Regions from separate parts of the Rattus norvegicus genome. Here region 1 is linked to region 2. A link is a contact called in public Hi-C data. All regions are on one chromosome and are shown on one strand. The core of a region is the stretch at or near the end of the contact, and the rest is flanking DNA. Distances in the headings are between cores, read along the strand shown. Region 1 holds the start of Dnajb5 (DnaJ heat shock protein family (Hsp40) member B5). Region 2 holds the start of Galt (galactose-1-phosphate uridylyltransferase).

The links. A called contact is a pair of places that touch in the nucleus more often than the background predicts.
Region 1: a contact with region 2 is called in a Hi-C map of liver, with 2.6 times the contacts expected there. The contact joins the promoter of Dnajb5 here to the promoter of Galt in region 2. A contact is called at or near these places in 3 of 12 Hi-C or Micro-C datasets (the A7r5 cell line, frontal cortex and liver).

The regions. Positions count from the first base shown.
Region 1 is chr5:61,971,420-61,974,208 of GRCr8, forward strand. Dnajb5 (DnaJ heat shock protein family (Hsp40) member B5) reads left to right here and starts at 1,287. Exons shown (of 5, transcript NM_001415952.1): 1 at 1,287-1,373; 2 at 1,847-2,314. The coding sequence starts at 2,133.
Region 2 is chr5:61,721,254-61,724,226 of GRCr8, forward strand. Galt (galactose-1-phosphate uridylyltransferase) reads left to right here and starts at 1,647. Exons shown (of 11, transcript NM_001013089.2): 1 at 1,647-1,800; 2 at 2,113-2,282; 3 at 2,506-2,581; 4 at 2,672-2,720; 5 at 2,840-2,969. The coding sequence starts at 1,719.

The sequences.
Region 1 (2,789 bases), core at 37-2,536, 250 kb after region 2:
GAGATTTAATGATTTACTAGGGGGGTTGGGGGGGGTCAGAGATGACAGTGTATGAGGGAGTTAAGAAAGAGGATCATGAGAAGCTGAGGTAAAAGATTAAAGGGAGAAAGACCTATGAGCTATGATATTGCAGACCACAGAAACAGATGACTTAAGAATTAAGACAAAAGGTGGGGGGACGAGTTACAGGGCCAAACAGAACAGGACTGAAATTTGGGGTGAGGGAAGACCAGACAGATATCACAGTAGGCAAGAAAAAGGCCGGGGGGGGGGATCCGAGGAGAAGATGGAAGGTTAGTTTATAAGGAGTCTGAACTGGACACTGGACTCCACGTGGCTGAGAAGCCACTATTCCTAAGCGAGCCGGCGTGAAAGCACTGAAGATGGAAGGGATCTGGATAGAGACTCACGAAGGTGTTACCAGTTACTAGCACAGAGGGTGATCACAAGGGCACTTAGAATCTCAAGTCTATCCGGGTCGGATTGTGTTACAGTTAAACTATGTCAGGTCAATCCCAGGTCAAGACAAGGTAAAACTAAATCAGGCCAGGTCAAGTTGGCTCACAATTTTATAGAAGACGGGTAAAAAAGGTTGAGCTTTGGCACTGGTCTAGAGACTACACTTCCCCAGAGTTCGTTCTCTCTCTCTCTCTCTCTCTCTCTCTCTCTCTCTCTCTCTCTCTCTCTCTCTCTCTCTCTCTCTCTCTCTCTCTCTCTCTCTCTCTCTCTCTCTCTCTCTCTCTCTCTCTCTCTCCTTCAACTCTCCTAAACGAAGAAAAGAAAGAATGCTTGGTGACAACGCCAACTTGCGAGTGCAGTTTTCCTATTAGGTTGTCTTTGAGGTTGCACTCGTTCCAGAAGGTTCTCCTTGGACTCAGGCGGTGGCCAGAATGTCTCACCTTCTTATACTGGAGACTGGACTAATATAGTTGCCCCCACTGGTCAAAATCACAGGGACGAGCCAATAAAATCAAAGGGCGCCTGGAGTTGCCTCCCTATGTCCTTTTCACCAATAACACGACGAGATGGAGAAGAGGTGTGGTTGATTGATCCTAGAGGGCACCAATCACACCCACACCAATCACTGCCCGGAATGTGTGCGCGTGTGGCCGGGTGACAGGGGCGGTGAAGAGGTGGCTATCTCCCGGACGCTCGTTGAGAGATATCCAATCACAGCAGAGTTCGAGCTGAGTGACGGGTAGACCGTGCAATGGAAAGCGAGGAGGCGGAGCCGTGGGGGCGGGCTCCCGGTCCCGCTGTCTGCGGCCGGCGGGCAGGCGACTCCTGTCCCGAGTGGAGGCGGCGGAGCCGGAGCCGGGGGAGGGGGCAGCGGCTGATAGAAGGACCGCGGCGGCGCCCGCAGCTCCTCACCGGTGAGGGCGCTGAACGAGGACTCGGGGGTCCCGGGTGTGGGGCGTCGAGAAGACAGGTCCTGGTATGGGGGGTTGGGACACCGTGGGCCCATAGTCTGCCCTGCCATTGGGGTGAGGGGCCTGGGAGCTCGGGGTCTGCCAGGTGCTGGGTGTCGGCGACAAGGGTCGGGTTGGGTCGGGTCGGATTGGGTTGCGCCGGGCAGAGGCGTTTCTGAGCAGGCCAGCCAGCCAGCTGGGGTGACATCACCGACCCCCTCCCCCGCGCGAACCCCCTTCCTTCCTCTCCCTGCCGCGCCTTTTGTCCGGGCCAGGCTCCGCTCTGCCCCGCCCCTCCCCGCCCATCTGCGGGGGAGGAGACTCCCCGTCAGTGACTTCATTGAGTAGGTTCTTGGGGATTGGGCTTGGGTCCTCCCCAGACAGGCGAGAGGATCTCACTGTCTCTCAGGCCCTCACTATCATCACACCTGTCACAGGTACACACGCTGCCACTCAACAACTACACACAGTCACTTCCGGCCTCACTGTCACACAGCCGTCCAGGCGCTCACACCATTCAGCCAGACACTGCTGTACCCGAGAGCAGGTGGCCACTGGACCCTCTCACTGCACTCTACACCTGGGGATCAGGTCCAGCTTCTGGGGCACGAGACAGGCCTTGCTGGGCCACGGCCTGTGGGAATCTGAGGAGGTGGCTTCCAGAGCTACAGCGTCCCAGGCAGGCTCCGGTGGAGCGATCAGAGGTGAGGGGCTTGGCTGGGCATGTTTAAGCGCACAGTGCTGTCCTGCCCACCCCCAGCAGCACCCCCACTGCAGGCTCGAGGAGCTTTCCGGAGCTTCCCACACTTCTGGGGAGAAGACTTCTTAGCCAGCTTGATGTTTAAAATTCAGCTGGAGCCCTTAAAACTTCGAGCGTGGACGCTGAATGGGTTTGTAAAGTTTCGGTAAGTCCCTCCTGAGAAGGGCGCTCATACCCATGCCAAGTCAGGTCCTCCACATCAGCCATTCCCTTCATTGCCTCCTTCCTCCCTCCCTCTCATCCTCATCTCCTGCTGTGTGCATGAATCCCCCGCCACCTCACTTGTACTTTTGAATGAATCGGACCCCATGTCCTTCATCTCTCTCAAACTCATGTTCCCACAAATATCTTGAACATCTCAGCTCTTTGGTTCTCCCTCTCAACCCATCAGTATCCTGTGGTCCACTTCAGCCTTTTCCTTTTGTCATCTCTCATCACCTCTCTCCTCCCTGTACTGGACAGTCCCTCTTGCTATCTGTCCTCATTTTTTATTTCATCCCTAGCTCTACCTTGACATACTCATTCTTCATCAAAGGCAGAGCCATGCCTTGGGGCCCCTTTGTTATCCTGCCACGTGGCTTGTGGGGAGGGAGAGGGAAGGCGGGTGGAATGGAGGGAAA
Region 2 (2,973 bases), core at 397-2,896:
TACATCTTCATATTTGTAATAAGCCTAAGGCAGCACTTAGAGCTGGGCAGATATCAACCCTCGGTGGCTATTTTGTCTAAACTCAGGGATCTGACTTGTTACTTCCATTTGGGCTGCTCTCACTCCAACTGGCCTGCCCTCATGGGCAGTTCTCACAATCTCTTACCCCATAGTGTCTTCCTCTCCCTCCACTCTCTCTCTCCCTGGTGGTCTCTGCCATAAAACCCCAAGCCGGGGAACCGAAGCCTGCCTAATCTTCTTCCCAACTATAGGCTGTAGGCATCTTTATTAACCAATCAGGGATAACCTGGGGGACAAAGTTACATAGCATCACTTGGTATACATTAGGCTCTCATTATCTGTGGGGGCAACCAGACCTGGGGAGCCAGTCTTTAACATTACAATACATAGCAACAGACCAAAGTCAATAGCCTAGCGCTCTCTCTCTCTCTTTTTTTTTTCTTTTTTCTTTTTTTCGGAGCTGGGGACTGAACCCAGGGCCTTGCACTTGCTAGGCAAGCGCTCTATCACTGAGCTAAATCCCCAGCCCCTAGCCTAGCGCTCTCTACATAGCAAGGCTACTCATAGAGATACTGTCTCTGCCTTTCAAACACTCACGGCCTTTTGCTTGTTTTTGAGATTGGCTTCAGTATATTGGTCAGGATGGTCTAGAACTTGTGGGCTCAAATGATCTTCTGCTTCAGCTTCTGGAGTAGCTGAGACTCTAGGCAAACATGCCACTGTTCCTGGTGTGTGTGCACGTGCATGCACGCACGCACGCACGCACGCACGCACGCACGCACATATTGCTTTCTTTTTGTTTACTTTATTTATCAATTGGGTCTTGCTATGGAGAACTGCGTAGGCCGAACTTGAACTTGTAAGTTTACTGCCTCTGTCTCTAGTGTATACCACCACACCCCACACTTACTCAGTTCTTTTTATCTAAGCTTATTTCTGCTGATGAGGATAAAGACATCGTTACAGCGAAGTACTCACATCTCCAGGCAACACGTGAAGGGCCAGGCTGCAGGCTTCATCTATAGTATGATCAACACCCCCACTCCCTCCCAGTCCCCAACTTGCATCTTAGCCACAGCTGCTCATACTGGATGGGGAGGGTGCTGGTGGGGTTGGGGGAGGACTCGACGAGGCTCCGCCTCTCTGAGGGACTATTGACAGTTAAAGGTTGCTGACAGGAGGAGTGTCCTTGAGTGGGGAGCTGATATGTTGCCCATGCTCCAGTAAATAGCTCTAAACTCATGAAAGCAACCATAACTATTTCAGTGGGTCACAAAAGACATAAATGTACGCGAAAGTAGGGGGGCTTACTGGGAACAAAAAGTTTTAGCGGGTAAGAAGGAGATAGTAACAAAGGAGGGTGACTGTGACCAAAAGCCATTATGTGCACGTATGGAAATTTCGCTTCCCCTCCCGTATATATTTGCTGAATCTGTGGCCGGACGAATGGATACAGCAACCACTTTTCACAGATGCTCTCCAGAGAAGTGCCTCCAATCCGGTGTGGAGGAGAATCATCAAAACATCCTGGGGAGGTGTGCGGCGGTCCCGAGCCCCGCCCTCAAGTGGCAGGCTGTCCCCCTCGTCACGTGTTGGCGGCTAGCCAATCATCCAGGGTGGGCGGGGGAAAACTATGGAGTGGTGAGTTTATCCCCGTGCACTTTCTTGACGGACTTTAGGTTAATTCGTGTGACCTCATGTCGCAAAGCGGAGCCGATCCTGAGCAGCGCCAGCAGGCTTCAGAGGCGGACGCCATGGCAGCGACCTTCCGGGCGAGCGGTAATTACTGGGCGGCCTGGACCCGCTGCAGTGCGGAGCCGAGCCTTCCCGTTCCGTAGGAAGTTCTAGTCCCAGTATCAAGGTTGGCACTCCTCCCGGAGGCCTGGGTGGCGGGCGAGGGAAGGAAGGGCCTGCAGGCCTTGTGGCACCGAAAGCGTTTAACCCTTTAACTCCCCTCTGGCAGCCTTTAGCTTCTAGAAACACTGCGCGGACCTAGCGTCCCTGAACTTGGGCCTGCTAAGGCATTAGAGCCATTGGGGAAGAGGGAGACAGGGAATTTTGCTGACTGATCCTTGACTGACTGTCCCCCAGAACACCAGCATATTCGCTACAACCCGCTCCAGGATGAGTGGGTGTTAGTGTCAGCCCATCGCATGAAGCGGCCCTGGCAAGGACAAGTGGAGCCCCAGCTTCTGAAGACGGTCCCCCGCCATGACCCACTCAACCCTCTGTGTCCCGGGGCCACACGAGCTAATGGGGAGGTAAGCCCGAATACACAGCCACCAAGTGGAATAGGAGGAAATAGTTTTTCCTTATTACTGCTCTTCGCCCACAAGAGGGAGCAGTGCACCCCCTTTTGAGTCAGTTCCCAGCAAGCAATTTTGATCCTTAGAAAGGGCCTTTCGCGCCCCCCCCCCCCCCGCAGCCTGTGTACCCCTTGAATTGGGTCAGATGGTTGTATTTCTAGCCTATTCTTGTCAGTAGGTGAATCCCCCCTATGATGGCACCTTCTTATTTGACAATGACTTCCCGGCTCTGCAGCCCGATGCTCCGGATCCAGGTACCCTCAATTTAACCACTGTTGGGGAGAAGGGAGACTGGATCTGACCGGGGAACCTGTGTTGCAGAGTGTAATACTTCTTTATTCCAGGACCCAGTGACCACCCTCTCTTCCGAGTGGAGGCCGCCAGAGGAGTTTGGTAACTATGGGTTTCCCCGCTTATAACCTCCAGCCAGGGCTGAAGACTAAGACCTGGGCTTGGGCCCTGCCCTTAGCACCCAACCCCTATCCCTTTGTCATTCTTCCCTCACCACCTAGTAAGGTCATGTGCTTCCACCCCTGGTCGGATGTGACGCTGCCACTCATGTCTGTCCCTGAGATCCGAGCTGTCATCGATGCATGGGCCTCAGTCACAGAGGAACTGGGCGCCCAGTACCCTTGGGTGCAGGTCT